Linked DNA regions of Ovis canadensis: region 1 is linked to region 2. Evidence: chromatin contacts called from public Hi-C data. All regions are on one chromosome and are shown on one strand. The core of a region is the stretch at or near the end of the contact, and the rest is flanking DNA. Distances in the headings are between cores, read along the strand shown.

Region 1 (6,618 bases), core at 974-3,473, 57 kb after region 2:
ATCCTATTGGGGCAAGGGCAGGGATGAGTGCGTGTGTGAGACTGTGTGTTTGTGTGACTGCGTGGTTTGTGTCCTGGAGAGTTCCCTGTCAGTCTGCTGGGCTACTGTGCTGCGTGTCCAGGGGTTGACTTATCTGAGCTGTGTTTGTGTAAAGTTGCGGTGTGGAACTGTGTCAGTGTACTGTCCTGTATCAGCTGATGGTGTGTGTCACAGGGATGATGTTGTGTGATGGCATTTGTCCCACGGGGTGGCTCTGACTCTGTCATTGTGTGTCAGTGTGCTATTTGTATGATATTTGGGCATGCTGTGTGTGAGTGTGATGGTGTATCTATGTGTTTGTGTTCATGTGCTGTTTTGTGCAACTTCCTGGTGTGCATAGATGAGGTGATGTATGTCGCTGTGGTTGTGTTTGTGACAGCGGGATTGGATACGCATTGGAGTGCTGTTGTGCATTAGCAGAAATGTTTGTGGACATGCTGTGGTTGTATGCAACGGTGCAACTGTGTGGTTGCATCACTATGATTGTGTCTGCAATGCTGTGTGATCCTGGAATTGTGTGTGTGTACCATCATCGTTGTAAGTGTGTGTGCACAAAACTTCACATTCTTGGGATTATCTAGGCCACTCTGTGCCTCAGTGGAATTGTGAGATTTTGTGTGGTACGTTGTGTGTCACTGTGATAGTGTGTGCCTGAGTGCTTTGCTGCGTGTCAAGGGGAAAATGTGCGTGCCTGTCACTGCTAATGTGTGTTTGGACAACGCTGTGTATAGCAGGATACTCTTGTCATTGTATTGGAAATGTTGTGAGTCTGTGGGACTGTGTTACTGAGTGTATGTACATCAGTGCAGTGCTGTGTGTCCTTCTGATTATGTGTGTTGTTGTGATTGTGTTTGTCAGTGTGATGTGTGTCCATGAGACTGTGCCTTTGTTAATAAGGTTGTGTGTCTGTGCAGTCTTGTGTCACTGTGATTGAATGAGTCATTGTTGTGATTGTGTGTATCACTGCGATAATGTGTGTGCCATGACCACTGGCATTGTGTGTGCCACTTATATTGTGTGTTCTAGGGTCTAAGACATGCAGAATGCATGGGTCTGGGCAACACTGGGTTTCAGTGTGGTTGTGTGTTAGGGTAATGTTGTGTGTCATGGTGATTGTGGGTCTCGGCAGTGCTGTGTGTCCCGGAACTGCGACTGTGTCCCTGAGATTTTGTGCGTCTGCGATGCTGTGTGTCTCTGCGTGTTCCTGGGGCCGCGTGTGTACGACACGATGTGTGTCGCTGCGATCGTGTGCGTATGGGGGGCAGGCGATGCTGCGTGTCCCTGGGACAGGGTAAGTGTGTGAGCCACTGTGATTGTGTGGCCGCGTGCTTCGCTGGGTGTCGGGGGAAGGTGCATCTCCAGGCCTCCTGCCCGAGAACAGCGACGCTGCTCTCTGATTGGCTGCGGCCTCGCCAGTGAGAAGCTTCCGAATCCTGCGGTAACTTGGTAACTCGTAACTCGGCCGCGGCCGCCGCCGCCGCCACAGTGGGGATGAGGGGGTAGGGAGGGGCCCCGCCTATATCCCGCAGGGCTCGCCCCTACAGGCGACCCTAACCCCGAGTGCCCCTCCCAGATCGCCCTCACCCCACCGCTCCCCAAACTCACCTCGATCTCTGCAGCCCTGACTCCATCTCCCTCTCCTTCCCCATCTCGGCCACTCGCTAGGACTCTCTCCGCCTCTGTCGTCCCCGCTTGTTTCTCCCTATGTGTGTGTCCTCGTTTGTCTCTTTCTCTTTTTGTCTCTGTCTCCCGCCTCCCACCTCTGTCTCTCCTTGATCTCTCTCTCTCCCCAACTCTCTCTTCCTGTCTCTGTCCCTCCTAAGACTTTCTCGGGCTCTCTCTGTCTCCCCCTCCTCTGCCTCAGTCTCCCCATCTTTGCGTCTTCCCACGTCTTGGCTCTGCCTCCTTCCCTTCCCCGTCCCCTTTCTCTCTCACTCCCACAGTCAAGCTCAGAATTCACTTTTCATTCTGCGGAGGCAGCCGGGGGACCGACCATTCGCTACTTCACCCTCGCCCCTCCCCGCAAACCCAGGCTTCAGCCAGCAGGCCCCACGCAGGGCAGACTTCAGGAAGGACTTCCCTCCCTGGTTCAGCACTGGAGTTTTATCGCTCGGGCCAGCCGGAGCCCCGGAGGCCCCGTGGCTTCCGGAGGCGCCCGGGCGGATGAGCTCACTGCAAGTTGGCTTGGATTTCATCAGCTTCCTCCGCCGGAGTTGCCCCCGTTCCTCATCCCGCGCTGGCCGAGCCGGTGAATCCGCTGGGCGCCTGCTGCCTCCGAGCGGCGAAAGGAGGAAGCGCAAGCTCCGGCGTAAAAACCCAACCTTTGCAGTTCACGATGTCACCAGCTCACGAGTGCGAGTGCGGCAAATAGGAATCCATTTCATCCTCACAGCAACCCCATGAGACAGAGGCAATTTTCTATCCCATTTACAACTGGGAAACTGAGGTCAGAGCCTTGAGGTCAGCCGCCTGGGTTACATATCTGATGAATAGAGCCCTTTAGAGGTTCACATGTGAGAAGGGAATGCTAGTAATCACCCAGATGTCTGCGGTCATTTCTTCTTCTTTTCGTTTTTAAGATTTTTTTTGATGTGGATCATTTTTAAAGTCTTTATTGAATTTGCTACAGTATTGCTTCTGTTTTATATCTTGACTCTTGGCTGCCAGGCATGTGGGCTCCTGGCTCCCCGACCAGGGACAGAACCCACCCCCTACGTTGGAAGGTCTATGCCAAGCACTGTTACAGGCGCTGGGGACGCAGAAGTGAAGAAAACAGACAAAAATCTCTGCCTTCCTGGGGCTGATACTCTAGTTTGGAGGAGATAGGCAATGGATAATAAAATTAACAATACAAAATGAGTCTCAAAGTAGATAAAAGAAGCAGGGAAGGTGGACCGAGAGTGTTGAGAGTGGTCTTAATCACCACGGTGAGCAGGAAAGATCTTCCAGAGAAAGTGATACTGGAGGAAGAGCCCAAAGGAGGTGCCCCTACAGAGGGAAAGGCAGGTACAAAGGTCCTAAGGCAAGAGTGGACATGTCCAGAGGAGACAGGAGCGCTGTGGGGCTGGAAGGGCGTGAGGAAAGAGAGAGGGTGAAGTCCATACAAGATTAGATCGTGCTGAGGACTTTACTTTTTACTCGGCGTCAGGTGGCAGCCACTGGAGAGTTCCCAGCAGAGACGGGGAGGTGAGCTGACTTCGTTCTTAAGGCGCCCCCTGGCGGCCAAGTGGGAAACAGATTGTCGGGTTGTGGGCGGAGCGAGCCGAGAGCCCCGGGAGGATGCGATTGTAATAGCACAGGTTGGGATGGTGGAGACTGGACCCGAGTGGGTACTGTGGAGTCAGGCTGAACGTGGAGCCGATGGGATTGGCCGAGGCATTGGGTGTGGATGTGTGGGAAAGAGGAATTTAGAGGGTTTTGTCCTGAGCAGCTGGAAGGATAAAAAGGCCAGGATGATGATGATAATAATAATCGTAATAATGGCGATTCCCACATTCTGTGCACCTACTGCCAAATTCTGTGACAACTCACCGCTTTACGCACCCGTCCTGGTTAAACCCTTCTGACCATCCTGAGAAGCCAGAGGTGGAGGGGGCCAGTGTAGTATTCTGGATTTACTGAGATTTTACTTTGAAAGTGGAATCTACATGATTTGCTCAGTAGCTGTGTGTGGATTTGATGGATAATAACAACAATAGCCTACACATAGAGTGTGTGTCTGGAACCGTTCTCAGCACTTTAACTGTATAATCTTATTTAATCCTCACAGCCTCCCATCATTAGCACCATTTTACATAAGCGGAAACCGAGGCAAGAAAGATTAAGTATCTTGTCTAAGCACAACTAATAATTACAAAAACTTATTATAGAGGTGTTAGTGTGGGCTCTGGAAATCAGAAGGATCGCTTTGGGTTCAAATCCCAGCTGGATGTGTGACCTTAAACAGCTCACAAGGACTCCGGGTTTTGGTATCCTGCTTTATAAAATGGAGATTGCAAGAGTACCATTTTTTACCAGGACTTGGGAATGAATTGCTGCTGCTGCTGCTGCTAAGTCGCTTCAGTTGTGTCCGATTCTGTGCGACCCCATAGACGGCAGCCCACCAGGCTCCACCATCCCTGGGATTCTCCAGGCAAGAACACTGAAGTGGGTTTCCATTCCCTTCTCCAATGCATGAAAGTGAAAAGTGAAAGTGAAGTAGCTCAGTCGTGTCTGACCCTCAGCGACCCCACGGACTGCAGCCTTCCAGGCTACTCCATCCATGGGATTTTCCAGGCAAGAGTACTGGAATGGGGCGCCATTGCCTTCTCCTGGGAACGAATTGCTGAGGAACAAAAGAGCACCACAGAGAGACTTCACTCGTGGGTCCAATGATCAATGCATGGGAATGCCATGCTTCCAGTGCATCAATGCAGGGTTGATGACTTGGGTTCGATTTCTGGTCTGAGAACTAAGATTCCTCATGCACCACAACAAGACAAACAAAAACCCCCAACAACAACAACAAAACTCAGCGGTAAGAAAGGCTTAAATGTTAGTACAGACTCCTTTTGGGGCTTCCCAGGTGGCGCTAGTGGTAAAGAACCCACCTGCCAATGCATAAGAGATGTGGGTTTGAGTCCTGGGTTGGGAAGATCCCCTGGAGGAGGGCATGGCAATGCACTCCAGTATTCTTGCCTGGAGAATCCCACGGACAGAGGAGCCTCGAGAGCTATGGTTCACAGGGTCACAAAGAGTCAGACACGGCTGAAGCGACTTAGCAGGCACACACACTCTCTTTAAGGCCTGGGGCTACAGAGACACGATCTTAAAACAATCCTGATAAAACAAATATTCAGTCAGTCACCTCAGAGGGCCTACAAGGTGTGGTGCTCAGAGGGCAAAAGAGCAAGATAAGCCCAAAGGGCCTCACAACATGGGGACCGAAGGCAGCAGACCCTTCCTGCCTTTGCCTCCAGGTTGCAGCTGGTGCAGAATATCTGAGCCCTCCTGGGCAGCATGGTTTGTCCTTTTTTGTCTAAAGGTATCTGTCCTGTCCTTCTTCCCCATAGAAGGAAAGTATACATACCTCATCCAATCAGCAAAGGACTCGCAAGCTGTCTGGCCCATTCTTTTGTTCCCTGGTTATAAAAACAGGCAAATGACCCAGATTCCTTGTCCCGCTCCCTTGAGCTGGCCGGCTGTTCTAACAGTGTCTCCCACTCTGATAATTTCTTCTTCTTTTGTTCTGCCTCCTGTCTGAAAATTCTTTTCAGGGACCACAACACAAGGTTTGAGTCTTGCGAGGACTCCTCCAGGCAGGACTCCCTGATTGCCTCCTTGCTTCCCCAGGCTCATAGGAGCTCGTCTTGTCCGTACCTCTGCCTGCACAGCTTGTGTCAGGGAATATGCCTCCCAGTGCCTCTTACTGGGCCAGGATGGGCCTGCCTCAGCCTCCCTTTCTATCTTACAACAAGGAATGGAGCCACCATATTCCCTCTCTTCATCCGGGACACGGCTCTATTCACCTGGCTTGCCCCAGCGTTTCACTCTGATCTCTACTGAAATGTCGCCTTCTCCGAGAAGCCTTCCAGGACCATCTTTGTCCCCTCACTCTGCCTTATTTTGCTCCACAGTTCTCCTTTTACATAGTCATTTGTTTAGCTAGTTACAGTGTGTTTTCTTTAGTTGAAAGTCACCTCCATGGCGGCAGGGACATAACTGTACTTTCGACTTTCCATTTCACAGATTGAAAAAAAAAAAAAAAAACTGATCAAGGCTCCTCCGCAAAGCAGGTTTCATGGTTCAAGGACTGTTTGTTGAATGAATGCGTCTGGGGTGGAAAGCGGCGGAGAGTGCGCCACACCGCCCCCTGGTGGCGAGTGGGAAACTCGCACCGCGGAAGTACCCTGCCCGGCTGTCCCAATTTTCTGCAGACGTTCAGGCCCTCTGTTATTGCCTGCGTACTAATTAATACTAGGACGTAACTCCATTTCACGTTAAACACGAAGTATTGTTTACGATTATTTTTTGAACTTTCAAATTTTCCTTTTAAATGCTTTAAAACGTTGCTTCAACTGAGGCATAACTTCCATAATTTTGTAAGGCTCACAAATCCCACACGTGAAACTCCATGTAATACGTATACCCTGCCCAGGGTCCGAGATGGGGGATGCAAGATACAGACATTACCCCTAGGAGCTTCCCTCAGACGCCCTCTAGTCACTGTTCCCCCGGGGTAACCATTATCCTGAATGCTAACAGCGGAGATCAGTGTTGCCTCTTCCAGAACTTCAGACAAACGGCACCATGCAGTATGTGCCCCTTCGTGTCTGTCTGGCTCTTGTCCCTCGGCTTCATGTTTGTCCCATTCATCATGTTGCTGTGCATCATCGGAGGCCGTTTGTTTTCTGTTTCCTTTTTGGCTGCGCGTCCCTGGCACGTGGGATCTTAGTTCATGGCCAGGGATCGAACTCACAAGCCCTGCATTGGAAGCGCAGAGCCTTAACCACTGGACCACCGGGGATGTCCCCGCCCTCGTTTTTGTGTAGTATTCCTTGGTAGGAAAACACCGCAGTGTGACCATCCACTTCGATGCAG
Region 2 (6,414 bases), core at 1,115-3,614:
TTTCCCCACCAAATAACCTTTTAAGAAGAAAGGTCTTGATATTGACAAGTGTTCTCAGGTGTGTGTATATATATATATATTTTTTTTTTAACGTAGTTTATGTTAGGATTGGTACTATAATTCATTTTATATAAGAAAGAGTGGAACAGGAATCAGTAGATAGATGATGGTTTCATAGCTAGTGTTGGAATTTGAGAAGGGAATTCATGCGATGAGGAAAACAAATCCAAGTGGCCAGAATTGGTTTTGTTAAACCAAGAGGAAAGACATGGCCAAGCCCATGTTTACTCTTTACTTTGTAGATTTAAACGTTGAGAAAAAAAACCAGCTGGTCAGGGCGTTGAGTTAAAATTGCTCTAAAGGGGGGATTCTAAGAGTGCAGAAACCACAAAAGAGACTGCAGAAAACCACAGAAGTGGAACTCTTGAGTTTCCAGCAAGGCTGCATTGGAGATTTTCTTTCTCCTGCTTTTTATGTTTGTGTTGGAATAGTTCGATGCTGTGAGTGCGATACAGAGGAATTATTAAGCCCTAATTTTAGTGTCTATTCACAGGACCATAATTATCCAGAGTGAACATTAGTGTTTTGGCCAAAACTTGCGTCTTTTTCTTTCTTCCTTTCTTTCTTTCTTCTTGAGGCCCAGTCAAGCTTTATCTGAATGGCTCCGTGAGTTTGGTTGGGGGAGATAAATTGTTAACTAAGGGAGGAGGACAAAAGCAGCTTTGTGGGTGCTGTCAATTTATAAATCACACCCTCTTACAAGTGTGACACTTGGCCTTGGTGTGAAGGGTTTTATGGCTTAAGGGCCTTCTCTGATTGAGGCGGGCCTTTCACATTCAAATAGAGAGAGCCCTAGCTTTGTGAGCCCTGCACAGCGGGAAGTTTCCTGGGAGTCAGTCTGCTGGTGCCCACTGGGGCGAATCTGGAAACCTCTTTTGGGAGCCACTTTAGCGAGCTATGAGGAGAATGTGGGCAGCCTGGCAGACCCTGGGTGGCCTCTGCGTACCATTCTGCGGGCTCTTCAGGCACACAGTTCTTTGTGTAGCCTCTTCCTCCACAGGGCCCAATTTGAAGGTATCAAAATATTCCCCAGCTGACATTGTTAGTCAGCTGTTTCACGGGGACAATTCAGGCTTGGATTCCAGCCCTGAGCCGTGAAGGTCGTGAGGCATGCAGGGCATTCCTCATGACAATCTCCGGGATTCCAAACCTTGTCTTTGTGTGGCTGCCCCGGGAGCTGCAGAAGGCTGGGGCCAGGCCGGGGCTCGGCCACCTTGCGAGAATGTGCCGTCTCCATTTTGGCAGTGACTGCTCCACAGTTCCGAAGTTTTCCTCCAATTCAAAAATCCCTGGGTTTAGATTCTGCCCTTTCAACTAGTTGGGCTATGCTCTCAGCCTTGCAGGATGGGGGTGGGGAAGCAGCCACTTCCTGTTTCCTGTGAAAGGCTTCTGGTGAGGGTTCCCTTCCCCTCCCCCCTTTCCTTAGGTTCAACCCTATGTTGTACACCCACTTGTGCTTGAAGGTACACATTGTGCTCCGAAATTAGAAACGTTAAAAAACAAAGAGGAAAAACAGAGCTGTGGTTTTCACACCGTCTAGGAAGATGCTTGGCCAGGCCTTTCTAGCACCTGTGCGAAGGTGAGAACTACAGTGGCGGGCAGATGCCCAGCCCAGAGACTGGTGCTCAGGACACTGTGTGCTTCCTTTGGTGCCCAGGAGGAGTCATCAGAGAGATTTCCCCAGAAACAGGTCTTGGGCACAGGCATGAAGTGGGTACCATATACAGCACGTAAAGGAGATGGCAGCGGTTTTATGATGAGGAAGTGTCTGGAAAGGTTTCCCTGAGGAAGAGTTGTTAGAGTTGAAATGTGAAGAACAGTCTTGCAAGTACCCAAGCCAGGATCAGCAGCCAGTCACAGGAAACAGGGTCAAGAAAAAGCTCAGATGTTGAGACAGAACGACTCTGACTTCCTGGCTCCAAACAGCCAGTTCTTTCTGTATCTGTGAGTTGCAAAATGCCTACTGTGTACAAGGCACTGCATCGGGTGCAGGGAAGTACGTTAGTTGTCTTATCTCCATTTACAGCAGACCCTGAAGCCCGGAGAAGTTAAGGGACCTGCCTGAGATCACACAGCTGTGTCAGAGGAAGGACTGGGTGGGCTTCCCTGGTGGCTCAGATGGTAAAGAATCTGCCTACACTGCAGGAGACCTGAGTTCGATTCCTGGGTCAAGAAGACCCCCTGGAGAAGGGAATGGCAACTCACTCCAGTATTCTTGCCTGGAGACTCCCATAGACAGAGGAGCCTGGCGGCTACAGTCCATGGGGTCACAATGAGTCAGTCATGACTGAGAGGCTGACACAGGGAGGGGAGAACACGGGCGGTGGCCGAGGGTGCAGGGGCGCTTTATCACCACAAGGCGCAGCCCCTTGGGGTTTCCAGGATGACTTGAAGTTGGGTGAGGATGCCAGGCTGAAGTATGTGAAGATCAGGGTCACTTCTGAAAACTTTCAGGATGAATGACCGCCAGTGTGCTCCCATGTTGCTGCCCCTGTTTCTGCATTGTTAGGGGGCTGCCGGACAGGAGTGGATAGATTCTTGGGGGTGGATACTCTCTGTGACAGCTTTTTAAAGATTAAACATAAAGATTTGCTTCTGACATGCTAAGAAATAGACTTAATTTTACCCCTTCTGAAGTAGTGGGTGACTAATTTTGGCCCTGGAAGTCCCTTTTTCATGAATTAGTTGTGAAATTCCACAGTTGAAGAGTGATTCATTGCTTTGATTTCTCCTTTCTGAGCCATTTATTTGTTGACAACTCGCATCCTCCTCTCAGCCCCATCTTTACAGCAACATTCCTGGTGGCTGGCTAGTGGCTCTGCCTCTCCTCTGGCACGTTGATGGCAGCACCCGTTGCCCCTCAGATGACTTGGCAGTGCCTCCCTCGTTCACGCAAACTCCATTCGGCCTGGGCTGGGGAGTTTGGTTCCCAGCTGTGTTCCTAGTGCAGGGCCCACACATGCGTGTTCAGGACGTGTGTTCAGTGTACAGGAAGCATAAGATGACCCAACTTGGGAGATTATTGTTGTTGTAAAAAGGATTTGTTCATCAGTTAGAAAGGATTTAACTTTCTTTGTGATTGAATAAATTGATTAGTGTTGTAGTATGTTAGTTCTCATAGTTGAGGTTATTTGAACTGAGCTGAGAACAGACTTTTAAAGAAGACGAGGTTCTTGGTGAAGACTGTGTAGAAGTCTGTTATTGAGTTGTTGCCTGGACCAGAACCTGCAGGCCAGAGAGGTTCAAAACTCCCTCTCAGAGTGACTTGGTATGTTTGTGGTTGGGGGCAGGCAGGGAGGGGGCAGGGTGTACATTGCAGAGGATTTGATGGGAAGTTGATGGCAGGTTTCCCAGGTAGAAGAGTTTTGGAGCGGGTGCTGCTCGTGCCTTGTCTCATCGGAGAGAAGTTTCTCGGTTCTATGGATGAGGAATAGAAGTCCCTGCCAGCATCACAGCAGTGTGTGTGTGTGTGATATTTGAGACACAAAAATCATGTGACATCAGTGCAAGTCATAAAACACAACGCTCAAGCAAACACTGTCCACCTTAATAAGCGGAAGGTCTCCAGGACGCTTGTACCGATCTGCGTGTTCTTTCTCTGTCTCCTCAGGTCTGCTGGCACATTGGTGAGGGTTTACTAAGGTATCCAGAGAGTGGATATAGGCCGGCTTGGCATGGTGTTTCATCATGTGTTTGTAATCTCAACAATGGAATAACGCTTACTAGGTGATGTTGTAGGGTAGAAATTAAGAATGTAGAGCGAAACCACCATGAAACCACCACCCCGTTTAAAGCAGAAAACACTATTGGGTGGTTGCGGCCACTTGGATGCCCCTCGCCCACATGAGTAACCGCTGTCCTCAGTCATGTTTCTCATTCCCATGCATTTCTTCTTCCTGCTCTCGACTATGTTTCCAAGCAATACAGAATTGTTTGGCATGCTTTTTAATTTCTTAAAAATTGGTTTCACATGCTTTTTTGTTGTTGTTGTTCATAGATACTCCCTTTATTAAATGTCTGGTGGCTTGTACCATCCAGAAAATACAATCTTAACAATTCTCCGTGGGAAATTCACCTTTTATTTTTTAAATTTTTTATTTTTAATTGCAGTAGATTTACAATATTATACTAGTTTCAGGTATACAGCACAGTGATTCAGTATTTTACATGTTATACTCTACCAAATGTTATTATACAATAATGGCTGTAATTCTTTATCTGATACAATATAAACTTGCTGCTGTTTTATAAATAGGAGTTTTTCATCTCTTAATCCCATACACATAATTTGTCCCATCACACTTCTGTCTCTCCTATATCTGTGTAGTTGCTAAGTCATGTCCAGCTCTTTGAGACCCCATGGACTGTAGTCTGCCAGGCTCCCCTGTCCACGGGATTCTCCAGGCAAGAATACTGGAGTGGGTTGCCATTTCCTCCTCCATTCCACATGCTTTTTAAGAGCAGCTTTGTGAGGCCATCTGTGTTTGTGTGTAGGTCTGGAGCTTTGCTGTCCATTACGGTAGCCACCAGCCGCGTGTGGCCATTCAAATTAAAATTAATAAAATTTAATTTAAAAATTCAGTTCTGCAGTCTCACTAGCCACATTTCACATGCTCAGTAACCACACACGGCCTGTGGCATCCATATTGCAAAGCACCCATATACAGAGTGTTCTTGTCATCATTGCAAGTTCTCCTGGACAACAGTCATTGCAAGACAGTTTTATCGGTGGGTTTTTTGTTTATTTGTTTTGACCACAGAGTATTTGTTGTGTGAAAACATTACTATTTATTCTCCTGTTAATAGGCATTTAGCTATGTAAGTTTTTGCCGTTACAAATTGTGTTGCAGTCAGTGTCACGTGCGTGCCTAGATGATCTCTTTGGGTGGGTGTGTGATTTCTCTAGGGCACAGGAGAATTAGAGTGTGCACACCTTCAGCTTCACCAGCCTCTAAAAAAGGAAGTCTTAAGGCATTTTCTCTATTTACATTCCAACCCAGCAGCATGTAACAGTAACATTTGGTAACTTGGGGCTCTTTTGCCACTCTGCCGAGTGTGAAAACTGTCTCGGGTTGTGGTTGTCAGTTGTTAAAATGCTTTTGAAAACTATAGTCTCTGATAAGTAGGTGTGGAAATTAGACCTCGAAATCTGTAGTTTAAAAGTTGTTTCAGTTCTGATTTACATGCTGCTTTACATCCAGATCTTTATCACTTCTTATAGATGTTCAGCCTGATTTTAAAAAATAAAATAGGGTACTTCCCCAGTGGTCCAGTGGTTAAGATTCCATGCTTCCATTGCAGGAGGCATGGATTTGATCCCTGGTTGGGGAACTAAGATCCCACATGCTATGCGGCACAGCCAAAAAAAAAACCCACAGAAAACAAAATGGTTTCACAAGTTCCAATGTGGAAAATATAGAACAAACTGAGAAAATGTGAATCTTGCTACCCAGTAATGTCACTATTCTTTTTATGCATGTGCATAATAAATTGGAGTGCTAGTTAATATATGTAAATATATGCAAGACATACATAATGACCTAATGTATGTGGCATATATATATATATGTGTGTGTTATCTTTCCTTTTTTCACTCCGTGTGTTTTCATAAGCACTCCTCAAATCTTTGTGTCTCCTTTGGAGAGCATGCTTCTGTTCTACTCTATTTTATTTATTGAGCTATAGTTGGCATACAGTTGGAGAACATGATTTTTAAGTGGCTGTCTGGTAGGTCTTCCTCGCTTTGCCTTGCCGTGATCTGTTGAGCCAGTTTCCTATTGCATAGAGGTTATTGCAGTCTCCCACTATCTAAATGGCTCAGCACAACCCCATAATTTGATAGCTGATAGACTGTGTGGAGAATTCATCTTTTATATTTATTGTTGGGCTTTTTGGCAAATGAAAGGCAGGTGGGTCTTATCAGCTCCTGGGTATTTGTTGAAAATTCTGCTCCATTCAATGCTGTGCCTTTCACTGTGGTCTCTGCATCAGGAAGCTGCTACCCAGTGTAAGAAGGCTTGTTATTAGTCTTAACTAGACTCTCAGATTGAAATCCTCAAGGCCCAGAATGATCAGGAAGGAAAATGGACAGTGGAGGGGAGTGGGTGAGGCCTACCAGACAGGGATTCGTGAGCTGAGGGCATGGTGAAACAGGAGGGGTTACTTCGTTTGGGGGAATGGTAGCGGCTGCTACCTGGCAGGCTTTGTGGCTGCTTCATCTGAAGGCTCTTTACTCCCTGAAAGTGGTGTCAGGCAGCCTTTTCTCTTTATAAACTCGACGCCAGTGAGGTGGGTAAGGCAGGCACCGCCTTTTGCATCTGTTCTACTACAGATTAGGCAGCTTGGTTAAGTTTT

The links. Hi-C and Micro-C count contacts between places; a contact is called where the count stands out from the background.
Region 1: a Hi-C map of fibroblasts shows a contact between it and region 2, with 4 times the contacts expected there. The contact joins two enhancer-like sites. A contact is called at or near these places in 2 of 2 Hi-C or Micro-C datasets (fibroblasts and lung).

The regions. Positions count from the first base shown.
Region 1 is chr14:67,308,443-67,315,060 of ARS-UI_OviCan_v2, forward strand. No RefSeq gene overlaps it. Among named protein-coding and RNA genes, the nearest start is that of BBC3, 9.6 kb to the left of the region's middle. Within about 2 kb of position 2,224, the one cell type or tissue checked has open chromatin away from gene starts, as enhancers often do. A contact at or near this core is called in fibroblasts, where this site is marked.
Region 2 is chr14:67,250,882-67,257,295 of ARS-UI_OviCan_v2, forward strand. The region is part of intron 5 of SAE1 (SUMO1 activating enzyme subunit 1); the gene reads left to right. Among named protein-coding and RNA genes, the nearest start is that of SAE1, 26 kb to the left of the region's middle. Within about 2 kb of position 2,365, the one cell type or tissue checked has open chromatin away from gene starts, as enhancers often do. A contact at or near this core is called in fibroblasts, where this site is marked.